3 separate regions of the Sus scrofa genome follow, and all the other regions are linked to region 1. A link is a contact called in public HiChIP or PLAC-seq and promoter capture Hi-C data. All regions are on one chromosome and are shown on one strand. Each heading gives the region's core, a stretch centred on a gene start, on an enhancer-like site or on the middle of the called end of the contact. The rest is flanking DNA. Distances are from core to core; before and after follow the strand shown.

The links. Promoter capture Hi-C pulls out the DNA fragments that hold promoters and counts their contacts. HiChIP or PLAC-seq counts read pairs in DNA pulled down with a chosen protein or histone mark.
Region 2: an H3K27ac HiChIP or PLAC-seq map of alveolar macrophages shows a contact between it and region 1. The contact joins the enhancer-like site here to the promoter of EEF1A1 in region 1. A contact is called at or near these places in 1 of 5 promoter capture datasets (skeletal muscle), 17 of 47 Hi-C or Micro-C datasets (blood, embryonic fibroblasts, fetal heart ventricle and 9 more) and 2 of 2 datasets of contacts at active chromatin or transcription factors (alveolar macrophages and skeletal muscle).
Region 3: a contact with region 1 is called in a promoter capture Hi-C map of liver, with 7 times the contacts expected there. The contact joins the enhancer-like site here to the promoter of EEF1A1 in region 1. A contact is called at or near these places in 4 of 5 promoter capture datasets (fetal liver, fetal skeletal muscle and liver), 25 of 47 Hi-C or Micro-C datasets (adipocytes, adipose tissue, alveolar macrophages and 14 more) and 2 of 2 datasets of contacts at active chromatin or transcription factors (alveolar macrophages and skeletal muscle).

The regions. Positions count from the first base shown.
Region 1 is chr1:92,420,371-92,423,513 of Sscrofa11.1, forward strand. EEF1A1 (eukaryotic translation elongation factor 1 alpha 1) reads left to right here and starts at 1,581. Exons shown (of 8, transcript NM_001097418.2): 1 at 1,581-1,613; 2 at 2,297-2,475; 3 at 2,671-2,850; 4 at 2,972-3,143. The coding sequence starts at 2,332.
Region 2 is chr1:92,326,520-92,329,662 of Sscrofa11.1, forward strand. All of the region lies in intron 9 of SLC17A5 (sialin), which reads left to right. Among named protein-coding and RNA genes, the nearest start is that of SLC17A5, 41 kb to the left of the region's middle. Within about 2 kb of position 1,617, at least 5 of the 83 cell types and tissues checked have an H3K27ac peak or open chromatin away from gene starts, as enhancers often do. A contact at or near this core is called in alveolar macrophages, omental adipose tissue, retroperitoneal adipose tissue and 1 more, where this site is marked.
Region 3 is chr1:92,344,385-92,347,527 of Sscrofa11.1, forward strand. No RefSeq gene overlaps it. Among named protein-coding and RNA genes, the nearest start is that of SLC17A5, 59 kb to the left of the region's middle. Within about 2 kb of position 1,562, at least 62 of the 83 cell types and tissues checked have an H3K27ac peak or open chromatin away from gene starts, as enhancers often do. A contact at or near this core is called in adipose tissue, alveolar macrophages, brain and 9 more, where this site is marked.

The sequences.
Region 1 (3,143 bases), core at 331-2,830:
AAATTTACATCTACAAAGAATGGTAAAAGATACAGGAAAACTATTTCAGAAAACCTTTTAAAAAGAAAATAAGCTATTGGATGGTGAAAAGAAACTAAAAGGACTGGAAAAACTAGATTCTACAATGGAATAGAAAGTAAGGAAGCACCATACAAATTTGCTTTTAACTACTTCCCATTGCTCTATATATTAGTTTCCCTTTTCCAATTAGATTGTGGGTTTCTTCCCCCAAAGGAAGTATTTCTTTTGCATATGCTTCGGAGCCACTCTTAGCTCTGGCCACATAGTAGGTTCTCAAATATTTGTTGATAGATTGGCTCAAAAAGTTGCAGTAGTGCTCTACACGTGGAAGAGACGATCTAGTAATTAGCTCATTTAAAATAAAGGTTCCTCTTTCTTCAGGAATATTTTTGAATATCTGCCTGATTGCCAACCAAAAAGGCCTCATCTTGTCTTGCCCTGGATTTATGCCTAAAATGCAGTCACAATGGATAGGACGACAAAAGATGAAGCCGTTTATTCAAATGGGATAGGCCATTTTTGAGAAACAGTGATTTCACAGCAAACGTTGGAGTAGTAAATTGGGTGGATAAGCTTCCTGGCGCTGTAGATCTTAGTCTCTACTTGAGATCGTGTATAAGCACTGAACTCAAAAAATTCTTTTTAGGTTTTTCATGCTTGCAACCAAGAGTATACACTGGAAAAAAAATGTTAATAGGAGGGTAGACACACACTCAGGGTCTTAAACGTAATAAAATTAGGATTAGAAGTAAAGAAAACTGTAGTACTTAAGTCTATTCTAAACTCAAAAACTGGACGTCTGGAGTACCACGTGGTGTGTAGAACGAACTTAGATAAAAGAACTGAATGGAAAAAGCCAAGAGGTCAGCGCAGGAGCCTGTTCGCCAGGCTGTTGGTCAGCAAACTGAGCCACTCGCGGATTCTCGGCCCTGAAGACCGCCCCGAGGCCCCTGCCGCCGCGGTTCCCCGGCCTTTTACGCCTCCCTCTCCAGCCGGAAGGGGCGCGGACGGCAAGGGCGGTGGAGAAGCCCCGGCAGAGGAAGCGGCTCCAGGGGTTAGTCCTTAACCTGCGAGACCGCAAGACTGAGGACCGGTGGGGTACTGCCGGGTAAGGGCTCCCATCTCGGTCCAACTTTGCAGTTAAGCTACGACCGGTTCAGGGAAGATTCTGGACGCCTCCCCGCCGCCCCACCCCCCAGCTGTGCGGAGAGTAATTCATACAAAAGGAGGACTCTCCTCAGCCAGGGAAATCCCAGGGACCGTCGATAAACTCCCACTAAACCTAGAACCGAGTGAGCGCTCGACCCCGCCTCCCACCCACCAGCAGTCGTCATCCTCCTGGTTGAGAGGAGCATGCGCCGGGCGCCGTGTGCTCGTCAGTGGGCTGAACGCACATCGCCCACGGTCCCCGAAGATGGGGGGAGGGGACGGCGGTGGAACCGGTGCCGGGTGGAGGTGGCGCGGGGTAAACTGGGAAAGTGGTGTCGTGTGCTGGCTCCGCCCTTTTCCCCGAGGGTGGGGGAGGACCATATATAAGCGCCGTGGTCCCCGCGAACGTTCTTTTTCGCAACGGGTTTGCCGCCAGGACACAGGTGAGTACGGGTGTGGCCTCCGTCCGCATGGCCTCCGCCGGTGGCCACGGCCTTAGCGTGCCTCCCGGCCCCCCGCGCGTAGAGGGCTCTGCGCCCTGGTCCTGATTCCGAGCTGCGGGCGGGGGGAGGTGGAGAACTCGAGGCCCTCCGCTCTCGCGGTTCCCTACCGCGTGCCCGGTGGCGGCCTGCTGGGGCGCCGTGGCCGCCGCGTGCGATCCGCGCCTTCGCGCCCGCCCCGTCTGTCTTCGCGCTCGAGTTCGGCCGGCAGCCGCGTGTTACTGCCAGGGCGGCCCAGCCGAGGCCGCCCAAGGTGGCCTCCGTGCCCGGCGGTCCCGGGGCAGACGGCCGCGGCGGGGCGGGGCGGGCGGTCGGAGACCCAGCGCCCCGCCCGGGCGGGCTGCGAGCGCGGAAAGATGGCCGCTCCCGGTCTCAAGATGGAGGACGCGGACGGCGGGCGGCGCACAAAGGGCCGGGCGGTGCTGCCCGCGCCGCTTCCCGGGACTCGCGGCCCGGGTGGGGGAGGGGCTGGGCGCCGGGGCGGCCCCGTTCGCTGGGTGTAGGCCGGGCAGGGCCCGCAGGGCGCCGGTGCTAATGCTCCCTGGAGTTTGCCCTTGGCTGTTGGGGTTGTGCCTGAGTCTCCGGTCGTCGGGACAGTAGTTTAAAGAAGGTTTTTGTCGTCTTAGGTGTCGTGAAAGCCATCGCTAAAAGCTAAGCAAAAATGGGAAAGGAGAAGACTCACATCAACATCGTCGTCATCGGACACGTCGATTCGGGCAAGTCCACCACTACTGGCCATCTGATCTACAAATGCGGTGGGATCGACAAAAGAACCATCGAAAAGTTCGAAAAAGAGGCTGCGGAGGTCGGTAAAGTAACGTCAGCAAATTAAGTGGTAGTTCTCTAAAACTAGTGTATATCTGACTTGAACTAGTACATTGCAAAGTTTGCTAAGTGGCTTAACTCCAGCCAAGTTTAGGAGATGGAAGTGAAACCTAGCATTGCTTCCAAGTGGGACTAAGGAGTTTAGTTACCGAGTAACCCTTCTTAATCCCTGCAGATGGGAAAGGGCTCCTTCAAGTATGCCTGGGTCTTGGACAAACTAAAGGCTGAACGTGAGCGTGGTATTACCATTGACATCTCCCTGTGGAAATTCGAGACCAGCAAGTACTACGTGACCATCATTGATGCTCCAGGACACAGAGACTTTATTAAGAACATGATTACAGGCACTTCCCAGGTTTGTAGGATTAAGAACTCCTGAGAGTAACATTTTGAGTTATCTATAAATTGGCGAAACCATGGATCTGTCCTTTTTGGAGAGGTTTTCACAGGGTGTGGCCTTTTTTTCTTTTTTAAAGGCTGACTGTGCTGTCCTGATTGTTGCTGCTGGTGTTGGTGAATTCGAAGCAGGTATTTCCAAGAACGGGCAGACCCGTGAGCATGCTCTTCTGGCCTACACCCTGGGTGTGAAACAGCTCATTGTTGGCGTTAACAAAATGGATTCCACTGAGCCACCCTACAGCCAGAAGA
Region 2 (3,143 bases), core at 367-2,866, 94 kb before region 1:
GAAGTTTCTCAAGACAAGGATTGCCTGGGGAGAAAGGTAGAATTGCAAGGTAAGTGTCCCAGGACTGGATCTTGGAAAACAAGTGAAACCAGCAAGAGGGGAAATAACCAGAAAAGGAGACCAAAAGGGAACAACCAGGAAGATGGAAGGAAAGTTGAGGATGTAGCCTGTTGTCAAGTAGATGGAGACCATCCAGTCCTCAATTCAGGAATGCAACCTGGACTCGAGATAAAGATGTAGGAGCATTTGACATTGGAGCGTGAATGAAGCTGTGGAGTTGGATAAAACTATGCAGTAAACTGTGAGAACTTCGGGAATCCATGGGAAGGAAGAGCGTGATACAAAGATAACTGAGAAGAAGCAACAGGAGAAGGATAAGGAAAGTGAGAGAGATTAGTACCCCAAAGGGACAGCTTGATCGGCAGTGTCAGGTGCCCCATGGAAGTTAAGTAAAGGAATAATGAACGTGTTCTGTGCGTCAGACAGCCAGGTGGAGAAGTTCGTCATTGATCGTGGTGACAGGGCTCCCATGGAGCTCGGAGGCAGAAGCTGGGCTGCAGTGACCTGAGGTATGAGGGGGAGGATGAAGAAATGAAAACAGCATAACAGCGGTTTCAAAGTTCCCACTGTGGCACAGCAGGTTAAGGATCCAGTATTGTCTCCACGGCAGAATCACCAGAGTGTCTATTCAAAACAATGCGGAATCACTGGTCACAGAGCCAGGAAATCTCCATCCTGTTCCCCTCTGTGTTGTTCTCAAGGAATTAAGATTTGCGAACCACTGCCAAGAAACAGCTCTTTCAAAGCTGTTAACTGTGAGGGAAGTAAAAAAGCCAAAGATGGACACTGATGAAGAATTTTTTTTTTAGGGCTACACCAGGGCATATGGAAGTTCCCAGGCTAGGGGTCAAATCGGAGCTACAGTTGCCAGCCTACACCACAGCCATGGCAACATAGGATCCAACTGCATCTGCAACCTACACCACAGCTCACAGTAACACCAAATCCCCGACCCACTTGAGCAAAGCCAAGGATCGAGCCCACATCCTCATGGATACTCATCAGATTCGTTCCCAGTGCACCAGGACAGGAACTCCAAGGATTTTTTTAAGACTAAAGAGACCCAGGTGTGTTAATATGCTGAGATTAAAAGGCCAATGAAGAACAAGAGATGAAATGGTAAAGAAATAAAACTAACAGGGTAGTAAAAGACAGGAAGGATGAGCTTTCAATGGAGAAGAGAAGGAAAGCAGGAACTTTTCAGTTGAAGAAAGTTTTCAGGTGAGCTGAGAAATTGAGGCCTGTGGTTTTAAAATACAGCCAGAATTCTTCCACACTCCTCCCTTCAAGGAGGTGGAGCCTAGTTCCCCTCCTCTTGTGTGTGGGCTGACTTAGTGACTAGTTTCTGAGGAGTAGAGGGAAGTGATGGTCACTGACAGGCCCTAGAATGCAGCCCAGAATCCTCCTTGCTCTTTCTCTCTCAGATGACCCATTCTGGGGATGCCCACTGCCACGTGGTGAGCACATGCAAGGGCCAGTGGGGCGGAACTGAGGCCTCCAGCCAGCAGCCACACGAGTAATCCTGGAAGCTGATCCGGACAGGCCTTCCGATGACCACAGACCCAGCCAGCAACTTCACTGAAACCTCTTGAGGTTGAGCCAGAATCACCCAGCCAAGCACCTTCCACATTCCTGACCCACAGAAACTGAGATGCTAAATACTTGTTATCTGAAGCAGCTACCTTTTGAGGTAATTTATTATGTGGCAGTAGATTAACAGATTGAAAAATCTTAACTGGTAGTCTTTGATTTTCTCTGTGACGTGGGAGTCAGGTTCATTGCTAAGACTGAGGTTTTTATTTTTTTTATTTTTTTATTTTTTATTTTTTTTTGTCTTTTTGCTATTTCTTGGGCTGCTCCCGTGGCATATGGAGGTTCCCAGGCTAGGGGTCCAATCAGAGCTGTGGCCACCGGCCTACGCCAGAGCCACAGCAACGCAGGAACCGAGCCGCGTCTGCAACCTACACCGCATGCAGCTCACGGCAACGATGGATCGTTAACCCACTGAGCAAGGGCAGGGACCGAACCCACAACCTCAGGGTTTCTAGTCGGATTCGTTAACCACTGCGCCACGCCAGGAACTCCAAGACTGAGGTTTTTAAAATACAGAGTAAAGGACTTGAGAATGGTAAAAACTGGAAAGAGCGCCTGAGAAAAATAGTCACTGAGAACTCCTAGCAGAGCTTTGGATCATGGATGAGGATCAGCTAAATTTGAGATTAATAGTGTACTCTCACTGGTTTATAGAGTTGTTATTTCTTTGAGTGGCGATCTTTAGCAGCCCAAGCATAGTCCTGAAAAACGTGCTGTTGAATTGGTCTAGGTTTGCAATTTTAACAAGCTTATGCTTGAGTCGAAGAAATACGGGAATTGAGAGTTTGGGCACAAAAGAAGACTAGGCGTGTTATCTCTTGATGCTGTTAGGTGAAGGAACAGGAATCCTAATTCAAGCTGGCTAAGAAGCATAATCTACTAAAGCCCAGAAGCTTTGGGCAGGAGTTGATACCCAGCTATCCATCAGGTGCCCCCCAAGACCTGTTTCTTCTCCATTCTCTACTCTGCCTCCATGATACCATAAATGACTTCTAGTAACAACGGGATTACATGCTTCTTCATTTATCCCAAGCAAGAAAGGAAAGGGTCTTCTCCTCTCTTCAACATGGCAATAAGTCCTAGACTTCATATTGAACCAGACTGAGTCACATACCCACCCCTGAAGCAGCCTCATGGCCACAGGAATACTGTGAGACTTCATTGCAGTCAGCACATGCCTCTCAAGTTCAAGAGGAAGGAGGCAGTGCCCTTAAACCTCATGGGAGCAGGTGCCGAGGAGGCCATTGGTAACATGCACACAGCAGATGAAGATACCAACACAGAGAACTTGTTTGCAAGATGAAGAAACTAGGCACAAGGGAGCCATATGACTTGGAAAGTCATAGCAAATGGCAGACTTGAATCCAGGTCTTCCAGCTCCTTGGTCCAGGGACCACTCAAGGTGCTCCTCAAAGACTTACTTAAATATCTTAAAAAGTGGGGAGTTCCCGTCATGGCTCAGCGGTTAACGAACCTGACTAGCATCCATG
Region 3 (3,143 bases), core at 312-2,811, 76 kb before region 1:
TAGGCTCCTCGACCCCCGGCTCCTCTGTGGCCTCTCTGTATGACACACAGGAGCATGTGACTCTGTCGGTCCCCATTAGATTCACCGCAAGCATCTTGAGGGTAGGTCTGATTGAGCTCTGCATGGTCTCCCTCATGGCAATACATGTTGTCTTAACATATTAATTGCTTGAGAGTTCCCGTCATGCCTCAGCGGAAACGAATCTGACTAGCATCCATGAAGACGCAGGTTCAACCCCTGGGCTGGCTCAGTGGGTTAAGGATCCGGTATTGCCATGAGCTGTGGTGTAGGTCACAGATGCAGCTCAAATCTGGATCTGGTGGTGCTGTGGCTGTGGTGTACGCTGGCAGCTGTGGCTCCGATTAGAGCCCTAGCCTGGGAACCTCCATATGCTGCAGGTGGAGCCCTAAAAAAAAAAAAATTAGTTGCTTAAAAATATTTAGTAAATAACCCTTTGTTAAATGAACTGAATTTTTTTTATCTTGTATATTGTTTTTTTAACAGGTTGTTTTCTTTTCAAAAAAGGCGTTAAATGTGTGACAGTTAAATGTGTGACATCTTTTAATAAAGAAATGATATGTCAACCTCCAAATAACTTATGTGGCAGTTATTAGTAAATGGTTTTGAAAGTATTTTAGGAGAGCTCAGTTCAACATAGGCAAAGGACTTCTCTCAGTTATACAACAAATATTTACCAAGTATTCATCACAGGCCGGGCTTAGTTCTTTGTACCCAGGAGAAAGCAGTGAAAAAGGCCAACCCTTTTCTCACAGAGCTCTGATTTAGCAAACAGTTTCCTTCACAGAGTCCAGTCTTTGGAACCTTCCGTGGCACTGTCCATCAGACAATCAAATCCAGGGGAAATAAGCATATACCAACTGACCTTGGGAGCCAGAGTTATGAAAGAAACGAGAGGAGCGCTGAAGTCAGCAGTTTGTATTAACTATTGTAATGTCCTTCTTACTTTAGCCTTTGTTTCATTTTCAAGTCAGAAATGAAGATTTTTTGAATTAAGATCCTGTTGCAAAGTAAATAATTTCTCTGAGGGCTGTTTACCACTATTCAAAATAAAATTTCCCGAATGGAAAAACATTGATAGAGTATTTAAGCAGGAAGCTCTATAGGAACCAGCCTTGTTCCTCTTCCTTTCAGGAAATCATGCTACTGCCTGGGATGATTAGACTTGGGGTAAATGTCTAATTTCAGTTAAAGAATAAATTATCTTTCTCATAGGAATGTAAATTAAGGTGGATCACAAAGCCTTTTCAGATGCCTCTGTCTTTTAGAGCAACCACAAGCAGAAAAGCCATTTACATAAAAGGGCTTCACTTTAAGAGGTTAACATAGAAACTACTTTTTAGGAGCTCTGCTGTGGTAAGCTTTGAGTACAGGCAATACTGAAAGCACATGAAATGTAACCAGTTTTCTGACACCACCTTCCATGTGGTTTGAGGAGGAAGAACACTAGTAATTTTCCAAGTGCCTGTTTACTTTCACTTTATCTTGGTGTTGGGGGAGGAGGCGGACGTTCCAGTCACTGCCAGTTCCGTGCTTGTGAGAAGCCGTTATTGCACAACTGAGCTGGCAAGTATTGAAGAGACATAGCCTTCCTGCAGTGGTAGGCTGCCCGTCTTCTGACAGGGTGAGCCCCACTTCCATCCTAAACTTTGTATTCTTTGCCAGACCTGCTCTCTCCACAGAACCTCTGAAACATGCTAGTGCTTGGGGATCCAGGGTGCATGCAGGCCCCAACTTGCATTCCAGCCACAAACAGCCTAGGTTCTCAGCATCTCACAACTTCACCCTCACTCCACAGCCCGAAACTTGAGTTTCCCACAGAAGATTGGTCAAGATTGAAAGCAATTGGGGTGGGACATACAGTCCATTCTTTTTAATGCTCAAGAACTATTTTGTGTGAAGTATTTGGATGCTGTGAGAGGAAATTCCAATGTGTATACTGTATCAATTACCTATACAAGGTCTATGATTATGCACCTTTTTCTTTTCACACCAAAGTGTCTGCTCTGCTGAGTTGTTCTGTCATCAGTGCAGGAAGTCCGTACTGGGGCATTTGCAGGAGTCTCGCTCGCTCTCTTTTTGGCCACATCCACAGTAGGTGGAAATTCCCAGGACAGGGATCAAACCCACACCACAGCAGCAACCCAGGCCACTGTAGTGATACCATGGGATCCTTAACCTGCTGAGCCACATGAGAACTCCAACAGGGGTCTCTTTCTGACCATCATCAGCTACAGAGAAGCACAGGACAGGTGACAGCATGTGTCCACTCCCACACAGATGACCTCACTGCATACAAACACTCTTGGAGATGCAGGCAACAAGACCTCGTTATACCTGGGCTCAGAGGTACAGTCTCTGACTGTTAATAGAGAAGTCTTGGCCCTTACAGGGACTCTGCCAGCAACCTTGGCTCACAGGGCCCACATCGATCAAATAAGACTACTGTCTCAAACTATTACATTGAGGTGGGGAGTTCCTGTTGTGCCTCAGCAGATTACGAGCCTGACTAGTATCCATGAGGACAAGGGTTCGGTCCCTGGCCTAGCTCAGTGGGTCAGGTATCCGTCATTCCCATGAGCTGTGGTGTAGGTCATAGATGTGACTCAAAGCCCACACTGAGGTAGCTACGGTGTGGGCCAGCAGCTACAGCTCCAATTCAACCCCTAGCCTGGAATCTCCATATGTCATAGGTGTGGCCAAAAAAAGCAATAAAAACAAACATATATTGCATTGGAATTTGTTGTATTACCATCTTAGCTCCATGTGTGATATTAGGGAATGTTTAGTTATTCTATGTTTGTGCTACAGTACAGTGAATCTTTTTAATGTTTTCTATAAAACTAAACATGGTGATACAATTCAGTTGTTCCTACAAAAAAGAATTTAACTCATTATTTCTATTGCTGTACCAGTTTGAAATTTTCAACAATTTTGGACACTTTGGTGTGGGGGAAAAGACCAGCCCTCCCACTCCGTGCTATTACTGAAAAATAAACTCCTTCTAGGGGAGCTGCTGATATTCTGTTCTTGGCCCATAAACGTTATTTCAAATCATGGGCTGGCTGGGAAGCACATTTTTGGGCGGAGGGGGAGAAACTCAGTTCCCAATGGAAAATAAGAGT